2 separate regions of the Danio rerio genome follow, and region 2 is linked to region 1. The links are chromatin contacts, called in public Micro-C maps. All regions are on one chromosome and are shown on one strand. Each heading gives the region's core, a stretch centred on a gene start, on an enhancer-like site or on the middle of the called end of the contact. The rest is flanking DNA. Distances are from core to core; before and after follow the strand shown. Region 1 overlaps ldlrad4b (low density lipoprotein receptor class A domain containing 4b). Region 2 overlaps ptk2ab (protein tyrosine kinase 2ab).

The links. Hi-C and Micro-C count contacts between places; a contact is called where the count stands out from the background.
Region 2: a Micro-C map of caudal fin shows a contact between it and region 1, with 6 times the contacts expected there. The contact joins two enhancer-like sites. A contact is called at or near these places in 2 of 18 Hi-C or Micro-C datasets (caudal fin and an unstated tissue).

The regions. Positions count from the first base shown.
Region 1 is chr16:33,854,893-33,861,519 of GRCz12tu, reverse strand. It overlaps ldlrad4b (low density lipoprotein receptor class A domain containing 4b), which reads left to right. Exons shown (of 4, transcript NM_001326526.1): 2 at 5,375-5,529. Among named protein-coding and RNA genes, the nearest start is that of ldlrad4b, 18 kb to the left of the region's middle. Within about 2 kb of position 3,564, at least 8 of the 62 cell types and tissues checked have an H3K27ac peak or open chromatin away from gene starts, as enhancers often do. A contact at or near this core is called in caudal fin, where this site is marked.
Region 2 is chr16:33,999,051-34,005,677 of GRCz12tu, reverse strand. All of the region lies in intron 22 of ptk2ab (protein tyrosine kinase 2ab), which reads left to right. Among named protein-coding and RNA genes, the nearest start is that of ptk2ab, 89 kb to the left of the region's middle. Within about 2 kb of position 4,152, at least 2 of the 62 cell types and tissues checked have an H3K27ac peak or open chromatin away from gene starts, as enhancers often do. A contact at or near this core is called in caudal fin, where this site is marked.

The DNA of each region.
Region 1 (6,627 bases), core at 2,315-4,814:
ACTTTTTCTTATCGAGGGCCAAAAACCAAACTTGATTCAGGCAAGTGGGCTGAAGGTAAATATAGTTGCCAAGGGTAATTTCCAAATTTATTTAACAATATTTAAAAATGCCTAGAAATCATTTATTTATATTAACTAATACAGTATTGTTTTTTGTATTTTGTAATAAACTTATTTCAGTAAAAACAATACAATCTCATTTATAACAGAATTCCACAAGTTTTTGGCTTGATTTGCTTACCCATGTCTTCTGCGTAGTCCCCTATCCGCCGAGTGTCAGATTCATTTACAACATTTAATTGAACCATTTAATTACAGTTTGCTTTATTTTTTGAGGTTACGTAAAAAAAAAAGGTTACACTAAATTAGGAATGACTGTCTCTGTATTACAGACATTCGCCCCAACCCTCTCCATCATTCTCGCTTCTCTCAGATGGAATGGTAGGCCAATTTAAAGGTTACAATAGCCGCATTTCCACTGACGGGCCAGCGCGAGTTTTTTTTTTTTTAAAGCCCTTTCTAAAATTAAATTTTAAAATAGCTTAAAAATGGTTTAATTTATTTGTATTGTATATACCTAAATTGTTATAGCTTTTGTTTGTTTTATATTGCTGTATTTATTTAATGTGATTTTATTATATCCGATATTTGTCTTTAAATGATTTCAGTAGCCTATAGCTTATTTTATCTTGATATATGACACCACAAAAGTGAACACGTAATTTGTAAAGTTTTGTCTTTTTGTTGTATTCATATTTTGTATTATCTTCAAAATAAATAAAGAAAGAAAGAAACCCAGATGCTCGACAGAACTGTCAAGCAAGCGATCTTTCATCCTGTCTCTCACACACACATACATGCATCTAAAAGCACACTACGCACAAACACACCTTTTAAACTTGACAAATTCTAGACAACTGAAGTTACTGGCTGCAGTGTTTTTATTGTGGTGTAAAGATTATTATGCATTATTGAAACATCGAGGATGCAGCAAAGAAATATCACTTACTAAATTAAAACTACTTTATTATTTTATGCAACAGCCTTACTTTTAAAAGGGCAATCAAATGCAAAAAGACCCCTAGCCTATAAGGTGTTTTATGGAATAGCCTATCTTAAACTAACCAGCTATACGTTTTTTTTCCATTGTTTATTAATTTTTTTGATGCATGTACTCATGTGCGATTGGAAAACTAGTGTAATGGTGGCACTCCATCTTTCCCTCTTCCCAGCTGTCCCTCATTGGTCCAAGGCAGAGTCTGGCCAACTTTGGCTTACAGGCCCTGCTTTGGGCATCACTGCTGTAAACTCTCTTTCTGAATCTTTGACTTGCTTGCAAAGTGTATTGTACTTTGTGATTATGCTTGATCTTTCTTTGGTACTATTAAAACCATCACGTCAAACCTGTAGCTTTTTATAGTAATTTGCATTTTAAATTGCAATTTTAATCAGATTTTTTTCACAATTAGATTTTTTTTCTTTAAATTGTGCAGCTCGTTATCTTCTGTGGAAGTGAATTTTATATGCTTTATTTTGTAATAAATTTGTACATTTTTCATCCTGGTGTTTTGGCAGATTGGCTTCAATACAAACTATTTTAACAAGTTCTAAAACTTATACTACTTTATAGTATATAATCTGCAGAATTAATAGATGATGATATGATTTTCATGCACACTTTTTTTCAGTAAAGCAGGTTCTGTTTTAGTAGTAAATCTCCAGCACATGTTTGCAGATGGAGCAGCATTTACTTCTTAGAGTCGGAGTTCACTGACAAGCTTCGCAATAAAGCGCACGGTTTAATCAAGCAACAATTAAATTGAAGATAATCATTCTACAATTATGTGAAGCTCCTCAGTGAACGGTGGCTCTGTGATGTAAATATGTCTCCTACATCTAAAAAAAACGTGAAAATACCACATTAAATTGCATGGTTTTTACTCCAAACTCACTTCATAACTTCAGTTGAGGTATTGAAAGCAGTACATCTGAGAAATAATGTTGTAGTTGTCACATTGAATCAACAGAAGCAGTCAAATCTTTATTCAGCAGCCTCCATAGGCTTTTTCCACACTATTGGAGTTTGGCACAAGAGAGCACCCTCTGACCTTCAAATGATGATAAAGTTCATTCTGGTCACCATGTGTTCATAATGGGAGCAGCCAGTCTGATGTGACGAGGACATGTAACTATTTTACGTTTTTTCAGTTTAATGGCTAACTCATATAAATTCATACAAGTTCAGTCATGAAAATTATATGAATTAGATCATATGAATTAGCCACTAAATCAAAAAGTTACGAATTGCCATGAGATAACGTTGCACAAAAACCAACTGTAATCACAAATGTAAGATTTACATGGTGGCTGGTTTCTAGCTGGTCATTAACTTATCTAAGCAGGTCATTACTTGGTTAACGAGCTACCATGCTCCAACAACCAGTTTAATCACTAATTGCAGACATGTTGCTGATCTGAAATTGTCTACTAACAGCTTAATCCAGCTAGAAACCATTATGTATTCTTTTTCTTTCGCAGTCTTGTTTGGGTGTTCTATGTGATTGTTAAGATGTACTACATGTTGTTGCCAAGGTGTTCTGGGTGGTTATTTTTAAAAGGTGCATGAGTTGAAGTCTGTAAAGCTAATCTGAGCATATTAAGCACAACGAGGTCTAGAAGCCTCGAGTCCATATGATAAAATGATTCTGCTTGCACATTTTTCTCATTTTATGTTTTGTTTAGTTGTTTCATTGAAGCTGATTTTGCATTGTAAGGATTCATTTTTTTCCATATAATGTTTTTTTTTTTATTTAACTTTTTTTTCCCCAGAAGTGCTGAGCGCTTGCTCATCTTAAACTTACTATCTAGTGTGCTTTCTGTCATTTTTAAGGTGTTCTGACTCTGAGTTTCTTTTTATATTGGTATGTTACTCTCAAAACTGCAAAAGTCTGCAAAACCTCTTCATCTGAGCATGTTTGAGCTCATGTCAGAGCACCAAAAGCCATGCATTTACTTAAAAAAATTGCTGTTACTGTGCATGTTTCTAATTAAAAGATAATTGTAAAGCAAATTAAATTCTTTTTTTAACAAACAAGTTGGAAAGGTCAGTCAAAAATATGCATATCCAATTAGTGGCCTAGAACCTCTGCTAAATTCTAAATATCTGTATTAATTTAGCATCACAACATGTGTTTGTTTTACATTTTCCCAACATCCCTGAGTACTTTATTCCCAGTTTAAATGAGGTTTTATAGAATTTAAATGGATCAAAAGTTTTCAAATCCCCACAGTACAAAAAAAACCTGCCCTTATTTTTGATCTAAAGTCAGAGAAGCGTCTCAACCTTTTGTGAAATTTTTTTTTTGTACAGTATTGATTCAGTTCCAGTCCGCCAGCTCTGTGTTTGTAGTCTGATTTGCTCTTACCAGTTTCACCAATCTGAGTCTCGTTCTCTCCGTCTTATCTTCCTCCTGTCTGATTGTCACTTCCTTTGTCTGTCTTGCCTGTCTGTGTCTGTTTCTCTGTCTCTGCTCACTCTCCCTCTTCTGGCCTAAATAAGGAGAGAAGTGTTTGTTTCTTTTGAAGTGTGAGAGCCAGTATCCCGCAGTACTGCACTGCAGGCCACGGCTCACTCTTTCATTCCGCGCTCGCTTTACTCCACTGGATGAGCTTTAGCAAGGCTGTTTTCTGAAGAGCCGAGCAGCTCCAGTGTTGGTCTCGACTGAAAGAGTCCAGCAGGGTGTTCTTCATCCATCAAGCTGTTTACCCTCTGCACTTTTTGCTGTGAAGCTCTTCTGGTTATTTAATGACAGAAACTTAGTTTTTTTTTTTTTAACTGAAGATTTACTGTGCTCAGCATAAATGAGTACAGCCTATTTTTTTAAAAATGAATATTTTTATCCATTTCTCAGTGAATAGGCAATGTATTTTGGTGCATTTAAACAAAACAGAACTCCAGATTTGGCTTCAGTACTGACTAATCTAATGTATATGCACAAATATAAAATTGTAGCGCATTCTGTTAAAGATATTTATTCAAAAGATAAATTTATGAGGGGTGTACTTATATATCCGAAGCACTGTAGTTCCAAAACTGTATGTAGTTCGTTTTTACATGGAACATAAAAGGAGAATTTTAGTTAACCCAGAAATTGCCATCATTTAAATACTTTCATATGGCTTCAAACCTGTATGATTTCTTCTCTGAGGAACTTTGAGGGGAAATGAATTTTGAGAGAACTTTTTTTATAATTGGCTCATAAAAATGATAGTTTTGTTAATTTTGTGGTAAGTTTTATGAACATGCTTTTTTAAATTATTTAAAAATATTTAGTTTGTCATAGAGATTTAAGTTAGAAAGAGGAAAAAGTAAAATAACTTTAAATGGCATGTTGTATCTTTATTCAATTAAAGAAAACTTTTATTTTGACAGGTTGTTGTAAACCAGTGACAAAAATGTAAATTTTTCCAGTAAAATGTACATTTAAAAAAGTAATAATTATAATTATTATTGGTAATTTTATTGCTAGTATTATCAATATTAATTATTATTATTATTATTATTATTATTATTATTGTTGTTGTTGTTGTTGTTGTTCTTCTTCTTCTTCTTCTTCTTCTTCCTCTTCCTCTTCTTCTTTTACTAATAATAATAATTATTAATAATGATGATGATGATAATAATAATGATAATAATAATGTATGTTTAGGAGATAATTGCACAATAATTCTACCATGTTTGTTGATAACTACAATATATTTACCTGGATTAAATCCAGAAGAATGTACACAAATCTGTGGGGGGAGGGGAGGGGGTAGTAATAATAAATTAATAAACTGAATTTGGAGGGGAAAAATTAAAATGTATTTCATATGGCCTTAAATATTTCAAGTCACCTGAAGCCATATGAAAATTCAAATGAGAAGCAGTCAGTAAAATAAGTAATTTTGTTAATTTTGAATGCTAAATATTTATTCTGTAACAACTTGTTACCAGCTAAATATAATGTATAGTGATTATTAATTGATAAAAAAAGACTAGCAAAACAAATGACAAACATGACAACATATTCATTATCCAGTTTCTGAACTTAACACAGTTAATCTTACATAAACACTGTTTTACTAGAAGCCTTCATTGAACTCTTCTATTTTCTTCCTGTTTTCTATGTCAAACCAAAATGGCTCTCACCTTTTCTTTTTTTTCTTTTCTGTTTTTTTTTTTTTTTTTTTTTTTGGCCAGATGATATCACCAGTTTGGGAAACTATAGTCGTCATGGGTGTTGATTTGACTCTGCTGCCATCTTTTGGGCAAAATGAGATGAAACTGTTCATAATTGCTGTTCTGAGCTCTTCTGTTTGTTCTGTGTTGCAGCTGAACTGGAGTTTGTGCAGATCGTGATCATAATCGTCGTGATGACTGTGATGGTGGTGGTGGTCGTGTGTCTGCTCAACCACTACAAACTCACCACGTGGTCATTCCTGAGCCGGCCGAGTCAAGCACAGAGTCAGGATCTCTCTCTGCAGCCGGTAAGATCCAAACACTATCTCAAGGAACAATCTTCGTTCAATACTTTCACAAACTTCCCCCAAAAATTTCAAAATGGTGTATTACAACTTTGTTAAAAGCATGGCTGCTGCTACTAAGCTTAGTCTCTTTTTTGTTTAATAAAGTGATCGTCGTACTCACTCACTACAAACTGATGGATTTTTGTTTTTTACACAAAAGAAGAATGCGGGAGCTGCTGATTTTCATTTTTTTTTTCCACTATGAAAGTCAATGACTTCCAGTTTTCAATGTTCTTAAAAATATCTTCTGTGTTCTATGAGGGAAAAAATGGAACCACTTGAGGGTGAACAAATGAAGAGTATTTAAAAAAAATTAATATAATAAAATAATCGTGTTTTATTGTAAGCCTTTTGAAAACTGGCTACAAAGAGGAGTTTTTTGAAATGATACCATTATGATCTCTTTCTACACTAATTACAAAAGTACAAAAATAGACCTAAACGACAATAAAACTTGCACATGTATTTCATCAGGGGTGCCCACACCTTTATCAGCATGTCAGCTAATTATAAAATGACCAAGTCAAAATGATATACCTAATAAAAAAATGTAAAAGATATATTTATTTATAAACGTATTAAGAATTCTGTATTTGTACAATATATATATTAATGTACCTTGCATAACTGTATGAACCCATATTGTGCCGTAGCCTACAACTCTGTTTACATATTTTTATCATTACCTTACTCTGATGACTTGCACTGAATGGAATCAACCAGGGAAGCATAGTTCAGACAGTAGCTGCTGATAGCCAGCCTCAAGCACAGTAACATCATGATCATTATGATTATATTGTTTTATATTTTTATCTATTTTATATTTTTTATTTTATATATTATGATTATATCATTATGATCATCAGTCATTGTGGAATTATTTTTGGACTGTGCCAACTTCGCTAAGTGCTGCAAAACTGTATAGCCACAATAGTTTTGCAGCACTTAGCAAAGTTGACCTGGTTTTACGCACATGCGTGGTTACCCATGCATCAAAAATGGGCAGATATCAGACTGGCTGCCTTGTATGTCAATTAAACGACAAATTTCAGTGAGGAT
Region 2 (6,627 bases), core at 2,903-5,402, 140 kb before region 1:
AGATCCCTTGGTTTTCATGATTTTTTTTTGTGATAAAAATTAATGATTTTGTGGTGGCAATTTCCAGAAATTTACAGACAATTTTGTGATAAAAAAAAACAATAAATATAATTATATATATTTTTAAACCTAAAAATTGTTGTAAAACTCGTCAATGGCAGGGAAGCGGTTCCTCTTGTTAACTGCAGGGAAAGACTAAAACAAAAACATTTATCGATTGATGCACATTATAATACCAGCCATACACATAGCATAAATATTGTCATTTAATTCGGTCATGTCCAGCGGCCATCATCCTTGAACTAATCTCCATAATTGTAAGCTGCTTGCTTTTCTGTCTGTTCCATTGCTGGTATGTTAGATTTTTCCCACTTTCTTTTGCAGTCTGAAGCGCATCAAATGCACAAAACGCCCAATTTGCACCACAGGATGTCTACTCACATCTTTGCATTGACTTCACATGTAAATCGCTCACGCTTCATCCGCATCTGTTACAGGCTGCAAATCACCCCCCCCCCTCTCTCTCTCTCTCTCTCTCTCATATAATGTAATAATTGTGAGGGTGCAGGTGAGACGTCATTTTTCCACATCTAATTACATGCATAAAATACATATAAATACATCAAATTTGATTATGGTTTGAAATTTGATGTTTTATGAGATTATTGAATTATTTTGTGATTATTTTGTGGTTAAATGAAGAATTTTGCAGGATCCCAAAACATTTCGACTTTTTGTTGATTTTGCGTTGGATTCAGCGATCGCGTAATTGCAAAAAACTAGGGGGTCTGATTAACAATGTCATTGGTTTTCATTTTATTGGTTCAGTCCAGCTATCGCAACAATGGATGAACTAGTTGGTCTACCCCAACCCCCATCTTCAGAATAAATTAAGCGAGTATTTTAGACCATTTACAATCTGTTCTTTCTCTTTCAACTTTGTACTCTCTCAAAAAAAAAAAACTATTCACGGTGGATGAAAGATTATATCTGAAAAAGCATAATATAGATACAGTACTAATAGTTTAAATTGGTGCATGGTTGCTTAGTGGTTAGCACTGTAGAAGGTTGTTGGTTTGAGTCCTGACTGGGACTTGACGAACAAAGGGGCTAAGCTGAAGAAAGATGAATGAATTGGTGAATTTAAAAGGGGTTATAGTTTTTTTTTTTTTTTTTTTGTGGTGTTGTTTTGTTTTGCTACGGTGGATTTGTGATAATTGCACAACTTCACTTTCATGCTCTAGAGTTCTTTTATCATGGTGAATAAATCTACCTGACAGCAGTAGAGGGCGCTGCGATACTTCAGTATAAATTTCTATCTGACAGCAATAGATGGAAAATAGCTGGTTTAGATTCAGCCAAACATTAATCCATACTTGCTAGAATTAATCGAAATGAATATTGAGTATTTTATACAAAACCTCTGGCTTTCAATTGACACATTTAGCTTTGGTGCTTTTGGCGGTAATTCTATTACTTCTGTCATTCTTATCTGGTTTAGGGCTGCATGGCTCCAATACTTGGTCGGTGTTATTGCATATAAATGACATATAAATGTCTGTATCATATGTGCATTTGTCCTCCATATGTGTTTTAAGACAAGTCTACCTGATGCAATATATTGTAATTATTAAATGGTCATACACTTTTATTTTTCTTTAACTATCACTGTTGTTATATTCAGTTATTTCTCTGATGTGCTTTCTTTTAATAAAAAAAAAATACTATTAAGTTTTCAATATTGTAATTAATAGTATAGATTTTTATCAGATTTAGCAGCAGAGTTGCTCTCACCTAGATGTTTTGATTGCTTTTATTTTTGCACTTTTATTGTTATATTTTTGCTGAAGATCTTTATTTTATTTGGTTCTCTGTTTTTTCTGTTGAAGCTGGATGTTTTGTAAAATCTACAAAACTTCTGATTCATATAAAGTAGACACAGAATTTTTTTCTATTCAAGAAAAATGAATACTTTATTTAGCTTATATGGATTAAATTATGCCGGCACAATATATCATTTCAGCATCGATATCGCAACATGGAAATCCCCAATAGTCACATTACAGGATCTGCAAAGTCATTTCAGTTTAAGTTCAGTTTTAGATTAGTCATCCATTAGGAAATTTGAGTGAGGATTATAGTTGACCAGGAACCACATTGTGAAGCCATTGTGAAGTTTAACCTTAATAGATTGAAAGCTTTTTATTTGCTTGTTTATGAGGCTTATCACTGTGTGATTTCAAGTGTAATTAAACCATTTGTGTATAAGAATGTATAATATTTGTAGGTTTTATCAAGGACTAATTGTAGTTATTTTTATACAATGAAAACTATGCGCAGTGTAATTTATTTACATTTGATCAATTATTTTCTTTATTTTCGGTGGCACAGTGAGTAGCACGATCACCTTACAGCAGGAATGTCGCTGGTTCGAGCCTCGGCTGGGTCATTTGGCATATATGTGTAGAGTTTGCATGTTCTCCCCGTGTGGGTGTGGGTTTCCTTCTGGTGCTCCGGTTTCCCCCACAAGTCCACAGACATGCGGTACAGGTGAATTGGGTAATAGTGTATAAATGAGTGTGTATGGGTGTTTCCCAGTGATAGGTTGCAGCTAGAACGGCATCCGCTGCATAAAACATATCCTGGAAAAGCTGGCATTTCATTCCGCTGTGGCAACCCTAGATTAATAAAGGGACTAAGCCTAAAAAAATGAATACCGTTAGACTCTCCAGAAAACACTGTTTTTTTGCTTATGCAGATTATTTGCTCTACGAAATCATCCCAATCAATATAAAATAGTGAATTCCTTCCAAATGAAGCTATTGAAGTCATCTCGTGAAGTTATATTTATATTGCAATTTATATTGCAGAAAAACAAAACATTGCAATGTCAGTTCTTTCCAATATCGTGCAGCCCTTGAATAAATCAATAAACCTTTTAATCTTATCACAGTTTAAATTTTTAATAATGTAAAATCCCTTATCACACTGTCCACAGAAGAATTAAAAACTTCATAAAAAGGCACCAGATTAGCATAATTGAATGAGTTTTGAAGGATCACGTGAAGCTTAAGACTGAACTAATTAAAAAATGAGCCATGCATAAATTACATTTTATAACATGATGCAAAATGGACATTAGCTATTATTACTGGTAATAAAACTGGTCATTTGCCGGCAGCTAGCTCTCTGCAACTCTTACATAGTCACCCACTGAACCTAAGCAGGGCTGTGCCCAGTCAGTACCTGGATGGAAAACCATATGGGAAAGCTAGGTTGCTGCCTGAAGCTGTGTTAGTAGGACCTGCAGGGGGCGCTCTATGTGGGTCCCATTATTATGCCCAATTATAGTGAAGGGGACTCTATTCAGCTCAGTGAGTGCTGTCTTTCAGACGAGATGTTAAACCGAGGTCCTGACTCTCTGTGGTCATCAAAAATCCCAGGATATCCTTCGAAAAAGATGCCAAATTTGCCCACTTGCCTCATATTCTTGTCCATCATGGCCTCCTAACCATCCCCATATCATAATTGGCTTCATCACTCTGTCTCCTCTCCACCAATCAGCAGGTGTGTGGTGTGTGGTCTGGTGCAATATGGCTGTTGTCGTGTCATCCAGGTGGATGCAGCACATTGGTGGTGGATGAAGAGACCCCCACCCCCCAAAAAGGCACCCTGTAAAGTGCTTTAAGTGTCCAAAAAAGTGATATATAAATGTAAGGAAATATTAATTATTATTATGATAATAAGAGTTTGCACTGATGTTTTGCAGTATTTATACATCAAATAACTGCAACCTTTTTAAAGCTATTTTCTAAAACATTAAAAAAGCCCTCAAATGTTTGAACTGTGTGTGCAAGTTTGAACTTTGTGAATAACCTTTTAGAGTAAATTAAATCTGGCTAATCTTTGACTCACCCTCTGCCTGTCTATGACACTTCCTGTCTGGACCCGATTTCATAGTTTAGATAGCAGCTATGAGAAAAATCATACTCTCCTTCTTTCATTATTACACATCCTCGGATGTTTATCTCCCATTAATCTTTGCAGAAATACACACACACACACACACACACACACAAACTTACACACACAGACTCTGCATCCTTCTTCATGCAATAGTATTACGTTCCCAAATGTCAGTTCTTGTCCACACATGCCACCAGTTCCCGTAAATGCTTATGGAGAGGAGGAAAAAAAGAGCTGACTGTCAAACACCTGATTCCCTAATAATCCGAGGAATCTTTTCTGCCTTCAGCAAAAACATCCAAGTTGTTACAAAAACAAATTTGACAGCGCAACATATTTCCATGAGCTTAAGTTAAACACAAATATCCCAGAGACGCTTTTTAATGCAGCAATGCAACTTGAGTTTCTACATTAATTCCATGTTAGGTTATAGTTAAGTGACATTGTAAACGTATGTATAGTGTTAATAATGTTAATAATATAAGTTATATGTTGTTTTAAGATTGTGTGAGTTTTTGTTATCATATAACACTTTGAAAAAACGAAAATTTAAAAGAATTCACTGTTTGATGAAGCCTGTTAGAATGCGGGTAGAATGACCCTGTAATACAATCCAAGAAAATAAATATCTTTACATATATTTTTTTAATATTATGTAAGTAATACCGCTCAAGCAAGAGTGCCGTTATCACAAATACCAGCATATGAATGTGAGGTGAAGTGTGATATTATTTAATTTTAAGGGTTTAACAAATAGTTAATTACATTTGAAATTTATTTGATTTATTTTGGAAAAGAGTATTTTTCAGTTAATACCATTAACTCGGTCATGTGTTCATTTCTAAATTAGTCTTATTTATTTTTTGTTTGTTTTTAATGTTTAAATATCAAAATTCAAGTTTTGGCAAAATATTTTTCACGTAAGAAAATATAATATTTTATTTAAAGAAAACTTTAGCATTTGGAATGACATAATTCATAACAGAATTTAATTTAGAGATCTTTGTTCATTTTCACAACACATAATAATATTTTTTAATGAAATCAGAGAGCTCTCTCTTCCTCCATAGCAAAGAACTTAGAATGACCAAGAAGCGACACTCAATAGAACGTTCCATTGCAACAGCAGCGCCCAGCAACAGCCCCGGATTCCGCCATTTTGGAGTGAAAGAAATCGGCTGTCCATTGGATCTTATTGATGTGGTGATGGCAAGCAGCTGCTTTGTTTTCCATTTATTTATTCAAAAAGCACGTTAAAGCTGAGATACAAACTGAACGACGACAATACAACACTTACTATCACAATCATCAGCACTTTAAATAGTTTATTTTACAGACTTATATGCTGTTGTTTTATTTGAGTTTTCATTCCAAAATAGCCGCTGCGCCAACTAGTGGCTGTTTCCCGATTTGCACTGAAGTGTCGCCTCTTGGTGATTCTATGCGCTGTCCATAGACAGTACCAGTCCTGGGAAGTTTGATGCCCAGAAAAGGAGTCAAAACCATTAGCAAAGCGTTACTTGTGATTTTAGTGGCTCAACATTAATCTTATGAAGTTCCTGGAACATTTACAGTATGTAGTACAAAAATGTGAACCTTGATCTGACACAGTGGAGGAGATATAAGTGAACAAATTCGCATTTGCAATTAATTTATTTGGTTCTTAGAGCTTTGTATGATTACAGTTGAACCACTGAAGTCACTTGGATTGTTTTAACAAAGTTTTTTGTTTCTTTTTGGGCTTTGAACGGACTGTCACTGTCAATGGAGGATGAGAGAGCTCTCAAATTTAATTGAAAATCTAAAATTAATAAAATTAATCTATTAATATCATAATGAACGAAGGTCTCGGGGCATTGTAACACCATACAACATAAGGGTGACTAATTAATGACAGAATTTCCATTTTTGGGGTGAACTAATTATTTAAACACTTCACAGTTTGGCCCAATCCCAATTCTTACCCTTAGCCCTTCCCCTTATCCCTACACCCCTCATTTTGTTCTTTTTTGTGAATGGGTAGGGGTGTCCCAATTCTCTTTAGCTTGAAGATGCTAAGGGGAATTTTTTAGGACCACACTCGTAACCAAGAGATATGAAAATTTTCCAGAATAAACTATCTACAACGGCAACATGTCTGCACTTGTGGGTCAAGAGAGGCACAAATTAGTATTTTTTTGGTTTTATTAATAATTAATATTAATAAAACAAGCAAGCATGTGTTTTATTAAATTCACAACAGTGTTCAGGTTTTGATAATAATTTTTTTTTTTAAATGCTACATTTCGATAATCCGTAATAATAACTCCTGTATACTAGTCCCACAAAGAACATACTATCACATCTGTCTCTCGATGACACTGGAATACCCTGTCAGAAAAGTGTAGTGGTTGGGAATGACCTTTTTACAGTGTCTGCTATTATATTGATATTTTTTCTTGTGTTTACATTGAAGAAGATGGCCACGATGTAAATACACAGTTCAGTTACGAACTTATTGCCACATTATATAGTTATGATAACAAAATATCATTGCCTCCGGTGATTTCTTGCAGATAAATACTAGAAAATAATGCCACTGGATAAACACAGCAGTTGCAGTCGTCATCTCGTATATAGTAAGAGCTTGCGATGGCATATGATGATGCGTGTGGGTATTGT